Regions from separate parts of the Sus scrofa genome. Here all the other regions are linked to region 1. Evidence: chromatin contacts called from public Hi-C and HiChIP or PLAC-seq data. All regions are on one chromosome and are shown on one strand. The core of a region is the stretch at or near the end of the contact, and the rest is flanking DNA. Distances in the headings are between cores, read along the strand shown. Region 1 holds the start of TMEM263 (transmembrane protein 263). Region 2 holds the start of POLR3B (DNA-directed RNA polymerase III subunit RPC2). Region 3 holds the start of CKAP4 (cytoskeleton associated protein 4).

Region 1 (4,433 bases), core at 144-2,643:
AAATCAAAACAGGATGCATAAGGGTTTATTCAAGGTTACTTCCCTCTTTCTTTAAAAAAAGCAGACGTGGACACGTACACACACATATATACCTGTTGATGGAATGATATCAATACTCTTGGGAAGCCCTTTAGAGCACCCACGCCAGTGCAAGTTTTACATAGGTTAAACAATAGCAAATAATCGCACACAGTAAATTAAGTATTTTCATTTAGAATCAGCACAAGTGCTCACAAGGACATAATAAATCAAACTCTCCTCTTTCTCTAGGTGTTTCGAAACCTTTCCCAGTGGCCCCTTCTCAACCCCCACGGATCCCTTTGGGCACTAGCAAGTACTTTTTTTTTCCTTCTTCTTTACCAGAGGGAGTGACGTGGCAGGAGAAGCAGAAAATGACCCTGGAGGAGCCCTGGCTAGGGCTGAGCTCAGCACCTCCTCCCTCCGCTCCACGTTGGACACCCAGCACACCCGCACTCCCACAGGGTTCCAGAATTCCTATTCTAACATACAAGAGGAGATCTGTTTAGGAAAGAGGATCTGATTGGAAGTAGGAACCTGGGGACCAGACTTGAGAATGCGTGTGTATATAGCAGACACGAATTTTATTTAGACTCAGAAGGCAATGACGGCACTGATGGGTGCTCCAGCAGCCCCCGGTGCCATCAGCGTCTCTCTCCATTGCTACATTTTCAAGTTTAGGTTATGCACGGAGGGGGCGGGTAGGGCTACCTGTGAAGAACACGGTGAATGCCCACTGGGGACCTGAACCCAAGAGAATGATTTATCAACAGGTTAGGAGTTAGCAGGGAGGGGAAGCCCAGCACCCAGGCCCTGTGCCACATTCCTCTCATCTCCCAGGCTGCTGACGCCCTCCCACCCCCATTCCCCCAACCCGACACCCCAGGAGCTAAGAAGTCAGGCAGATGCTTCCAAGAAGGGTCGCAATCTCAAACCACCGAGGAGGAAAAGACCCGTAAGAGGGGGCAACCGTGCCAACGAACCTCCACCCGCCCCCAACATCATCTCGCCCCTCCCCCTTCCCCGCTCAGTCCCCCCAAAAGGCCCAACTCCCAGCAGCCAGGCCCAGAGAATGAGGCGGTGAGGTGCTGAAGAGCTAACGGAAAAAGGCAACAGAGAGGAGGAAAAGAAGCCGAGACGGCGCCCTCTACCCTTCCAGCCTGACTTACCGCCGGGTCGGGGGCCGACGCCGGGGCCGGGCGAAAAGACCGGGCAGCACCGAGGAGGGCTGAGGCGGCCTGAGCGGCTGGCACAGCCTGGGTCAACTGCGAGCTCCGGAGACGCCTCCTCTGGCTGTGGAACCAGAACACTCGGTTGGCGACGGCGGCCTCTGGCTGCGGACGTGGCGCCGGACGCGACCCGCCCCCTCCACCGCCTCCTCAGTTCCCGCCTCCTCCCGCGGCTCGCGATTCGACGCGCAAGCGCACACGAAGCCCCTCCCGCGCCCACCCGGCACACGCCCACCCGTTTCTCGAACTGCCCAGCCCTCCCAGCAGCCCCCAGACAGTCGCCTCCCGAGGTGCGCACGCGCGACACCCCCCCCCCCCCTTGCTCCCAGGCCAAGCTCCCGCCCCTTCGCCCGCTAGGTGCCACCGCGAGAACCCAGGGCCGGCCTGCGAGCGCGCCTCCGCCTGGGGCCTCCCGCCCCCTTTCCTCCTCGGTCCAATCAGATCGGGCGAGGGGCTCAGAGCCCCGGGCATGCGTAGGCTGAGGCGCTGCGGCCCGCAAGCGCTGGAGCCGCCTGCTTCTCGGACTCTGGCTTTAGTTGCTAGTAACGGTCGCTAGGGATTCAGAACGTTGGCCCGAAGGAACATGGGACGGTCGCCAGCCGGGACTTCTCTGCGCCTTTCAGTTTGGGGCTCTCGACGTGCCTTTACTGCCCAGGTGACAGGGGTGACCAGAGAGGACTTGCTCTATTATTATTATTATTATTATTATTAAGTCTCTTCTGCCCTAGACCTGAGGTTCTTAAAAGGAAGAACTCCTGTGATCAGTCGTCGTCACCCACCGCTCTCGCAGTGCTGAGGGCTCGCCAGGGGCCCACTCTCTTCAGTTGGCTGAAGAGAGTGGGTGCTTAGTAGCTAAGAGGAGGGAGTTGGAAACCTGGAATTAGGAATCCTGGCTTCGCGCCCCTCCCTCGCCACCTGCCGCCTAGCGTGGTGCATCTTCAGGTCTCCCCATCTAGGCTGAGGCTCTGCTTGCGGTTCTGGAAGGTGGTGAGAAGAGTGCAGCGGTAAGAGGATATTGTCAGGCCCTGAACCCATTGTGAGGTGAGGCATCTCACCTCACGGCTTGGTGGTTGCGAGGACTGAACGAGATAAGTGGTGAAAAGGCTGCTAAACTAGAGAAGGGGTATCTATTCATTTTCCACACCTTTAAAATGAAGATTACAGTAAGTCCATCATAGATAGGTTTTTCTAGAGAATCAAAAGAAATGATGGATGTGAAAGGGCTTTATAAACTGAATTCCTATATGTGTATGTAAGTGTCAGGTCTTCCTTCACAGATTGATTAGCAAGACAAAACACGCTTGTCTTAGTATGTTTGATAACTAATAAGGTCACACAATTTTTTTTTCAAATGCAAAATAATCAGTTTGGTGCAACTGAGTAATAACTGTTGGCAAGGCTCAGAAAAGGACGTGCTAACCAAGGAAAGCATCCTGGAAGAAGCTTACATTGAGCCAGGTCTTGAATGGAATGGCCTAAATATGGTTTATGGTTTCTGCCTAGTCATTGATTTATCAAAGCAGCAACTCATATCTTCTTAGACCATTGTTCTGAGACTATCAAGATATTTTAGTTTTCCAGAAGTTAAAGGAGAGATGCAAAAATCTTGTCACTTTAAAATATGATCTGAATTGTTAGCAGGATCTATGGATTGTTGTGTCTACTCAACATGTGAAAGAGGTACATAACAACTCTATTTTCCTGTTATCACAGCAACCACTTAAAATGTGATCTTTCCAATGTGAATGCTAGGCAAAATTATGAGGTGCACGATTACACAGTTTCTTGTTCCCCTTCCACTTCTTTCTCTCTGCAGGAGAGTTTAATCCTTAATATATAAATGACTAGTAAAACTGTAGCCACTCCTGGGAGATTTTACATTTTTGCTTTTATTGAAGTTGTAATCCACAATGGGTTGAAACCATCTCAAACCAACCAGGATGTAAAGCAGTTCTTTGGGCGAGGTTTTGAGTTCACCTGAATCTTCTGAAACTTCAAGTATAGGTAGTTATATATTTCTTATAAGTCTGACAGCATTCATTTCTTACTGTTTCAGTTTTCTTACCTGTAAAAGTGAATAGCACCACTCAATGTTCACCCACCCCTAGATCTAAAATGAAACTAAGTGTCTTGATGGATTGGCTTCTACAGAAGGATGCTATCTTGATATGGGATACGCTTTTATAGCAGAAAGAGCCTCAAGGAAGTCAGGCCATGTTTGTTTTATAGGCTGAATGTGCTGAGTTCTTGAGTCCCATTCTGTGAAATCCCATCTTAGATTATAAAAATGAAACGTATTTCTGAAAGATTGTATCATGTCAAAATAATGAGACCTTCATGCCTTTCAGCAGTAACTTCCTTTTAATAAAACAAATTCTTTTTTTCTGCCCTTTTTCAGCAGCACCAGCAGCATATGGAAGTTCCTGGGCCAGGGATCAAATCCTAGCCTCAACTAGTATCTACACCACAGCTTCAGCAGCACCAGATCCTTAACCACTGCTCAGAGCCAGGGATCAAACCCGCACTGCCACAGAGACAATGCCAGATTATTAACCCACTGTCGCACAGTGAGAACTCCGATAAATGATAATTATCTTTGTTTTTTTGGCCATGCCCTCAGCATGTGGAAGTTTCTGGGCCAGGGGCGGAACCAGAGCCACAGCAGTGAAAAATTACAAGATCCTTAATGGCTAGACCACTTTTTTTTTTTTTTTTTTTTTTTTTTTTTCGGGCCATACCTGTGGCCTGTGGAAATTTCCAGGCTGGGGTAGAATCGCAGATATAGCAGCCAGCCTACACAGCCACAGCAACTCCAGATTCAAACCATATCTGCAGCCTACACCACAGCTGAAGGCAATGCCAGATCCTTAACCCACTGAGCAAAGCCAGGGATTGAACCTGCATCCTCATGGATAGTAGTCGGATTTGTTACCCCTGAGCCATGACAGGAACTTCCATGCTAGACCACTCAAACAGTTTCTTAATACCACTTATATCAATTTTCCAATTTCTTAAATGGCTGACTTTTCCTGTAGTTAATTACACACAGAGCCTTTTTCATTATTGAAAAACTAAAGAAATTGGATGTGATATTATATGTTTGACAAGGTAGGGTAGTTCAAAAGTAAGGGCCAGTAGGAAGCAGGGTGAAAACCAGAAACATGAAAACAAGAAATAAATTGTTTA
Region 2 (4,089 bases), core at 811-3,310, 530 kb after region 1:
GGTTCAATCCCTGGCCCAGGAACTTCCGCATGCCGAGGGCAGACAACGACAAAAACCTTCATTGGCAAAATGGGGGAACAATACTTACTTCAGATGATTAAATAACATAATTAGGCTTGACCAGAGCCTGGGTAAGTACTCAGTAAATGCTGGCTCTTAAACAATAACTCTTAAAGAGTTAAAATCCATTATTTAAAAAAAATAATAATAAGGGAGTTCCCGTCGTGGCGCAGCGGAAACGAATCCAACTAGGGACCATGAGGTTGTGAGTTCAATCCCTGGCCTTGCTTAGTGGGTTAAGGATTTGGTGTTCCCATGAGCAGTGGTGGAGGTTGCATACAAGGCTCAGATGTGGCATGGCCATGGCTGGGGTGTAGGCCGGCAGCTGTAGCTCCAATTGGACCTCTAGCCTGGGAACCTCCATATGCCGCAGGTGCGGCTCTAAAAAAAGACAAAAAAATTGTTTTTAATTAAAAAATAATAAAATAAGGAAAAATAAAATCCAGTATTGCCTGATGAAGATCAGCAGTGTACTGCAGGGACTTACAGACCGACTGACTCTAAGTCCTTAATTTGCCCAATGATTATAAAAAGATTCTTATGATCCAATAGTTCCACTGATGCTGCTAGTCATTCTCATTACATCTGTCAGCAGCATCTCACTTCTGCTTCAGAGGTCTAACAAAACCATTCCTAATCAGGTCCTTCATCTATCTGTCACCTTTAATCTCTCCTCCTCTACTTTTCTTCACTCCAGCACTATTAGACTTTTTTTTTTTTTTTTTTTTTTTGTCTTTTTAGGGCCACACCTGTGGCACATGGAGGTTCCCAGGCTAGAGGTGGAATCGGAGCTGTAGCTGCTGGCCTGCACCACAGCCACAGCAACACGAGATCTGAGCCTCGTCTTCGACCTACACCACAGCTCATGGCAACACCGGATCCTTAACCCACTGAGCAAGGCCAGGGATCGAACCTGCATCCTCACAGATACTAGTCAGATTCATTTCCGTTGAGCCATGATGGGATCTCCTGGACTTAATTCCTCAAAAACATCAAATGGTCTTGCCTCTGGGTTTCAAATGTCCTCTTCCTTCTACCTGAATCCCTCCCTTGACTATTTCTCCACTCCCCCACTCCATGCCAACTAAGATTTTGAGGCCCACAGAAGCTCTATTACCTTTGCATAAAATAAAAATTATGGTCAACAGCTGAACTTCATCAGGCAGCTCACTGTAGAGCAGATATCCTTAACTTCCGTGTATCTGATTAAAGCTACAGGGCCACTCTCCAGAAAACACCTAGGCAAAATTTGGAAGAAATTTTCCGGGCGTTCAAAATACTCCTGCAGCCCAAACTTGAGTTCTGGTGACAGGGAGGGATTACTAGTCTGCGATTCCGACGACTTGGTTTTACCACCACAACCAGCTGTGGGACTTGCCCAAACTGGCCTAAGCTCCCTGGAACTCATCATCCTTTATAAGCCCGCAAAGATGCGATACGTCCTCCAATGCGGTCAAGGCAGTCCTCCCCTGACAACGCGGGAACACTAGAAGAGCCCAAATCGAGAGCGGGGCACTGGGCCGCTCAACCTGCGTGGCAGCTGACGTCTCCCCTGGGCTCGCCCCTTCCATGTGCCAGCAGTGCCCTGGGCGCGCGTGGATTTCTGAGCGTGCGCTGAGTGCTGGGCATGCGCAGAAGCCGCGGCCCGCCCCCCTCGCCCGACCAGAGCTCTGGGGGCAACGCCTCTCGGGGACACGTCCCGGCCCCTTCCGCTCCCCGCGTGCCCTCCCCTCACCTCTACAGTCGGGATGGGCGCAGCCAGCTGCTCCGGCGTCAGGTTTCCAAACTCCTCCGCCAGCACGTCCATGCTGCTCAGGACGAAGAAACGAGCAAACAGAAGCCTCACGTGTGACTTCCCGCACCAAACGAACCGCGAGAGCCGTGGTGAGCGGTGCGCGGAGGCCTAAATGGTCCCCGCCGCCCAAATTAATTGGAGGCGTAACAGAAAGGTTCCGACTGAATCTAGTCGGAACATACAGTTGAACCCGGATGTGGTTAACGGAGCTGGGAAACTGCGCCCCCTGGTGTCGCGCGGAAGTCTCGCCTGGATTGCCTTAAACCCCAGCTGACAGATTGTCAGCTCTCCCATGACTGAGAACCGCAAAGCATATTGTCGAGTTTTTTTTAATAATTCAAAGAAAAGGGTAAACAGATAATTTGCACCACTTGAGCCACCTAAGTGTAGAGTTCATTTAGTTTAGCCCAAAACTATATATATGAAAAATAGGAAACTTGCCAAAGGAGGGGATTGGTTTAGAAACTTGAGGTACCTGTGTGACTGAAACCATGTGCAAGCCCCTGTGTCCTTGTGTTTTGAAGTAGATCCCTTTTCCTTTGGCCTCCCCAGCCTCCTGTCAGTCTCAAAAGACTGACTCAAGAGTTAATAATTAGGAAAAACTGTTAACAGTAAAAACTATTTGAAACAGTCTCCATTATTTTATGCCCTGACTTGCTTGACCCATTCCCTTCCTCTCACTGGCTTTTCACAAAAAGGATTTCTTTCTTGCTTAGCTGCTTTCTTTTACTAATGATTACTTTTTTTTTTTTTTGGTCTTTTCTGGGGCCACACCTGTGGCATATGGAGGTTCCCAGGCTAGGGGTCTAATTTGGAGCTGTAGCCACCAGCCTACACCGAAGCAGCGCAGGATCTAAGCAGAGTCTATGACCTGTACCACAGCTCGCGGCAACACGGGATCCTTAACCCACAGAGTGAGGCCAGGGATCAAACCCGCAACATCATCGTTCCTGTTCAGATTCGTTAACCACTGAGCCACGACAGGAACTGCAGCTAATGATTACTTTCTAGTTAAGAGTTACATTGCCCACCTGGTGTCTTCTTTTCCTTGGAAACACTCACCTCTTGTAAGCCATCTTCATTGCAGAGAGTAGGTCAAAGTGCAATAACCCCAAAGACCACCAGAAACTGTCACAGGACCACCTGAGGCCAGCCTGGATGACTTTGAAATGATCTATGGCAGGAGAAAAATGCAGGCATCCTAATCCTTATCAACAGCCTTGGTTTTTTGTTGTTCTTGTTGTTAGGTTGGGTGGGTTTTTTAGCTAAACTTTTAAAACTCCTTGCTATCCCCTCTCAAGAGAGGACACGGTTTTGAGCATGTTAGCCTGTCGTGGCCTCCTTTGCCTGGCAAAGCAGTAAAGCTCTTCTTTCTGCTTCACCCAAATCTCTGTCTCTAAGACTTAGTTGGTACCTATGAACAGAGGCCAGGTTTCAGCTACATGATGGACTGTTATATGACCATTAATAACCACAAAGCAAGGAGGACTTAACTCACCTAGAGAGTAGAGCATAACAGGACAGTAATTAAGACAATGTCATATTCTGAAAGGACTAGACAGAAGATCCAGGAGTAAATACCAGCAGAAATTTATTATGAGAAGATGTCATTTTAAATCAGCGGAGGAAAGATGGCTTATGCAAAAAAAACGATGTTGGGGATTTTCGTTGTGGCACAGATCGTTAAGGATCTGGCGTTGTCACTGCAACAGCTTGGGTCATTGCTGTGGTGCATGTTTAATTCCCTGGATCCCTGGCCCAGAACTTCCACACACCGCGGGTGCAGCCAAAAGAAAAAGAAAGGATGATGCTAAAACTGCTGATTAGCCATTTAGGAAAAAACATACATCTAAGCAAATCCTGTGTGTATTAAATTAACAGAAACTTAGAAGAAAATATAATTGAATACATCCATTAGCATTGAGTGGTGACTGCTTTCAAGGATGGTAACAGAAATCATAAAGAAAAATATTCATAGATTTATTAATATAATTCTAGCCATAATTTTATGGTTCCATGAAAATTTTTAAATTTTCCAGGAGTTCCCTGCTAGCTAAGTAGGTTAAGGATCTGGCATTGTCACTGCTGTGGCTCAGGTCATTACTATAGCTTGGGTTTGATCCCTTCCTGGGCAACTTCCACATGCCATGGGTGTAGCCAAAAAAACAAAAACCAAAAAACCACTTAACTGTATATTTGTTAAATGGTTGAAATGGTAACTTTTGTGTATATTT
Region 3 (4,255 bases), core at 451-2,950, 620 kb after region 1:
ATTTCTGCTGTGACACGACGGGAACTCTGAGTCTGTTTCTGTTTTGCAGATAGGTTCATTGGGAGTTTTTTTTTTTTTGTTTGTTTGTTTGTTTGTTTTTAAAGACAGAACTGGGAGAAGTTTCCAGGCAGAAGAAACAACACCTCAGAAACACACCGCAGACACCAGATTCAGGGGGAAAGCAGCTTGTAGAGGGGAGCTCTCTCCTTGCCCCAGCATCAGCTAGCCTTTTTGAGAGTAGGCAAATTGCTTAATTTCTCTGCGGCCTATTAAGCAGCATAGGCCCTGAAAGCAGCAGATCAAGATTCAAATCATGGTTGTGTGTGACCTTGAGCCAGTCAGTTGGGGTGCGGCTCAGCCTGTTTCTTTCCTAGAAAGTGGGTAATATAATTCCGACCTCAGAAGGTTTTTGGGAGGTTTTGAGAACATGTATGTACGTTGCTAAGCAGAGCCAGAGCCTGGCATAGTTCTATTTTCTTCTACCAAAGTACGGCCGACAACCTGATCTGCTTCCCTCTCATTGCTGCCACTGCCGCCTTCCCAGCATGTAGCAAAGAGCCTGTCCGTAGCAGGGACTGTGGACAGAGAGCGGCCCCCAAAGGGAAAATGGAGATGAAAGGGCTTCAGAAAAAAGTCAACAGCGTCGACAGTGGACCGGCTGGGCTAAGTGGGACGCTCAAGTCTGTCCCCTTGAACAGTCTTGGCACAGTGCAAGAATCTTTGCTAACTCTCCCTAAACATGCCACTGGAGCCGACTGCTTTTCATAAAGCCCTTTCTGCCTCCGCCTTCAAACCCCAGGAAAAGAGACAAGGTCCAACCCTCGTAGGCCTGGAGGGTGGGATGGGGAGGGGCGGGGATGTTCCCAACTCCCCGCGGGAAGGACTGGGGGGGATCCGTTCCCGCCCCTTTACTCCTACTCCCAGGGGCAGGGCTCCTGGGGCGCCCTCCTTCGTTTCCTTCCCGCTCTGGTCCAGAGGGAGGGGGGCTCGCACTTAGCCCGCTGCACCGGGTCTTGCCCGGCTCTCCTCCCTCAGACTCGCCGGGCCACCCCCATCTCGGCCGCCTATCCCAGGGGGCCCCGTGGCCCCAGCTCAGTCGCCAGTCCGGGTCTCATCAACCCGGCCCTCCACCCCCTCCCTGTGGCCACCTCGGCTGCCGGCTCCCGCCTCCGTAGATCCAGCCTGGCTGCTCCCCACCCTGGCTGCCTTCTGCCCCCTCCCACCTCGGCCACTTCAGCCGCTTGCTCCGACCTCCGTTGACCCGACTGGGACACCATCCTCAGCCCCCCCACCCCACTCTCCCGGGCCCCAGAAAACCCCACTAGGCCACCACCTTCCCTTCTGCCGACCCCCCGACCCCTGGACCCCACAGACCCCGCTGGGCCGCCCCTCGCCCTTCGGTTGTCCCCCATCCCACCCCGGCTCCCGCATCCCCGGCTGGGCCGCCACCTTCCCCTCGGCCGCCCCTCTCCCCCCGCCCTGTCGTAGCCCGCGTGGACCCCGCTGGGCCGCCCCGGGCTCGGCCCTCCCTCTTTGGGGTCGTGGCGGCAGGGGGAGGGGCCGCCCGCCGGCCCCCGCGTGCGTGGCAGGCGCTCCCCGCTCGGCTCTGCCGGCCTCCCTTCCCGGGAGGCGGGGTCGACGCCGCGGCGGCAGCGGCGGCGGCGGAGGCAGGCCCCCTCCTCCTTCCTCCCTCGCCCGGCCTCTTTCCTCGCCCGCCCGCCCGCTCTCGCTCTCTCGCTCTCTCTCTCGCTCTCTCTCGCGGCCGCTCCGACGCCAGCAGCGCCCGCGTGCCGCTCGCCCAGCCCCGGGGGAGCCCGAGGAAGTTTCCCGGGCCGCGCGCCCCGCTCGCTCGCCTCGTAGCCCGCGGCCTCACCCGCCGCCGCGCCCGCCATGCCCTCGGCCAAACAAAGGGGCTCCAAGGGCGGCCACGGCGCCGCGAGCCCCTCGGAGAAGGGCGCCCACCCGTCGGGCGGCGCGGATGACGTGGCGAAGAAGCCGCCGCCGGCGCCGCAGCAGCCGGCGCCGCCCGCGCCGCACCCGCAGCAGCACCCGCCGCAGCATCCGCAGAACCAGGCGCACGGTAGGGGCGGCCACCGCGGCGGCAAGTCCTCCTCCGCTGCCGCCGCCGCCGCAGCTGCTGCCGCCTCGTCCTCGGCGTCCTGCTCGCGCAGGCTCGGCCGGGCGCTCAACTTTCTCTTCTACCTCGCGCTGGTGGCGGCGGCCGCCTTCTCGGGCTGGTGTGTCCACCACGTCCTGGAGGAGGTCCAGCAGGTCCGGCGCAGCCACCAGGACTTCTCCCGGCAGAGGGAGGAGCTGGGTCAGGGCTTGCAGGGCGTCGAGCAGAAGGTGGGTGCTCCCGGGTCCCCTCAACCCCCGTCCGCCAGTCTGCGGCCCCCGCAGCCACAGCCGGGCCCCTTGCCGGCCCAGGCCTGGTGTCCTTCGCCAGAGACCTGAGAGGCCCCCTCCCCGGCCCCCTAGTTCTGAGGCGGTCCCCAGACCCTCTTTGTTAATGGCCGCTGAGGAATCGGCCCCGAGGGATGGACCGCTTCGAGGATGGTCAGGCCAGTCCCGGAGGGTGGGCCAAGGGCCTGTCACAGGACATTAGCGGTGACCTGTAAGGAAGCCGGCGGCCTCTGGGGAGACCATTCTTTTTGGATTAGGAACCACTGAATGGGCAGAGTTGTCTAAAGAGGTGGTTGGAAGGGAAGCCAGTGCATCCCTGGAAGCCTCCGGCAAGGCCGTGCCTCTGCTCGCCAGGTGGGCGACATCTGAGCCAGTTTTTAATAGACCTGGAGCCCGGAGAAGGAGAAGCTAGTAATCTTACTCGATTACTCATTTGTGTAGTTATAATGGAATATTTTATATCTTTAGGTCCCTTGCCCTTTATTGGACCAATGTACCTATTTGAGCCTTGGAAGAGCATATTTCAGCTTTAGAGGAAAGGCAAGGCCAAAAAGACTAGGTCACACTGGTGAATAACACCACGGGGTACATTTATATGGTGTTTAGAGGGCTTACTCATTTATGACCTAATCTTTGTAGCAACCTTGGGAGGGAGGGAGAACTGGCAGTTTTGACTCCATTTTCCAGACCAGAAAATTGAGGTCTGGAGATTTAGTGAATCGATAAAGACCCCAGCAGATAGGCAGACTGCATGACAGTGTCTTGGCCCTTTCGGTTCAGTGTACACAGGGGCCTATTTCAGGTGTGGATGGACCCAACTTTCAACACAAAGTTGCATAGGTTCCTCCCTTTCTGTCTTTTCTCTACACCAAGGGCAGCTCCCTCAGTCTCATTCCTCCTCCTCCATCCTCCACTGATGCCATTGCTCAATGAAAGTTGGTTGCACGATCGAAACAAAAAATCCCGCCACCACTTCTGAGCCCGGAACTGCTGCCTCCTTTTCCCAGCATGCTGCCTGCCCTGCCAAGTTTCTATCGACTTGTGTGGAGTATGCAAGACTAGGAATTTCCTCTTAAGACTGGCAGAGCAACTGGAGTGAGTCATCTTGCTCCATGCTGCAGGCCAAGGGAGGTGACTTTTTGAAGGGAATAAAGTAGACAGTGCTGCTTCGCCTATCTTGAATGTCAAATCATTCTTAAAAAACAGACTGCTGGAGTATAATCACTAGCCTCTCAGTTTCCTCTCTTTGATCCACCCACTCACCAATCAATCATAATATTTGGTGAAGTCTGATAGTGTGGCTCCGTGTAGGCCCTGTGGAGGCTCCCAAGGTGCAAAAGACAAATCCTGCTTGTGGAGCAGCCCACAGGTAGGTTTCAGTTAAGGGAAACCACTGTGCGAGTGCAGAAGATGGAATGTGGAGTTTGCCCAGACCTGTATCCTGGCGGTCAGGGCCATGCCAGTCTAGATCTAGACAGAGATGGTTCACTGTTGACAGAAGGAATGAAGAACACACAGGCTTGTTTGGGGACAGCAGGTGGTCCCCCTGCCTGGAGCAGAGTAACATTTAGGGAGCAGTGAGAGGGGCAGGTGAAGTCGAGGCCTAGGTGGTGGAGGTCTTGAATCCAGGTGGAAGAAACTGGGCTTTACTCTCTCTGCTTCCTCCCTCCCCTCCCTTCTCCGTTCTGGTTCCCACCCCATCTCCATCAACAGCCTTGTACAGATTCCTTTCCTTTTGGGGCTCCCTTTTCCCGTCTCCACAGTAAGGGGAGCGCTCTGCCCAGATTGTTAGGAATCCACCTGGCTGTAAACCATTGAAACAGTGACCTTTCATTTAGTAATGTAATCAAGC

The links. Hi-C and Micro-C count contacts between places; a contact is called where the count stands out from the background. HiChIP or PLAC-seq counts read pairs in DNA pulled down with a chosen protein or histone mark.
Region 2: an H3K27ac HiChIP or PLAC-seq map of skeletal muscle shows a contact between it and region 1, with 6 times the contacts expected there. The contact joins the promoter of POLR3B here to the promoter of TMEM263 in region 1. A contact is called at or near these places in 1 of 5 promoter capture datasets (fetal skeletal muscle) and 2 of 2 datasets of contacts at active chromatin or transcription factors (alveolar macrophages and skeletal muscle).
Region 3: a contact with region 1 is called in a Hi-C map of liver, with 3 times the contacts expected there. The contact joins the promoter of CKAP4 here to the promoter of TMEM263 in region 1. A contact is called at or near these places in 1 of 5 promoter capture datasets (liver), 3 of 47 Hi-C or Micro-C datasets (brain, fetal heart ventricle and liver) and 2 of 2 datasets of contacts at active chromatin or transcription factors (alveolar macrophages and skeletal muscle).

The regions. Positions count from the first base shown.
Region 1 is chr5:13,396,019-13,400,451 of Sscrofa11.1, forward strand. It overlaps TMEM263 (transmembrane protein 263), which reads right to left and starts at 1,394. Exons shown (of 3, transcript XM_021091567.1): 1 at 1,188-1,394. CRY1 (cryptochrome-1) reads left to right here. Exons shown (of 18, transcript XM_021091562.1): 16 at 364-4,433.
Region 2 is chr5:13,924,673-13,928,761 of Sscrofa11.1, forward strand. POLR3B (DNA-directed RNA polymerase III subunit RPC2) reads right to left here and starts at 2,061. Exons shown (of 28, transcript XM_021091574.1): 1 at 1,796-2,061. The coding sequence starts at 1,867.
Region 3 is chr5:14,019,431-14,023,685 of Sscrofa11.1, forward strand. It overlaps CKAP4 (cytoskeleton associated protein 4), which reads left to right and starts at 1,701. Exons shown (of 3, transcript NM_001244631.1): 1 at 1,701-2,346. The coding sequence starts at 1,891.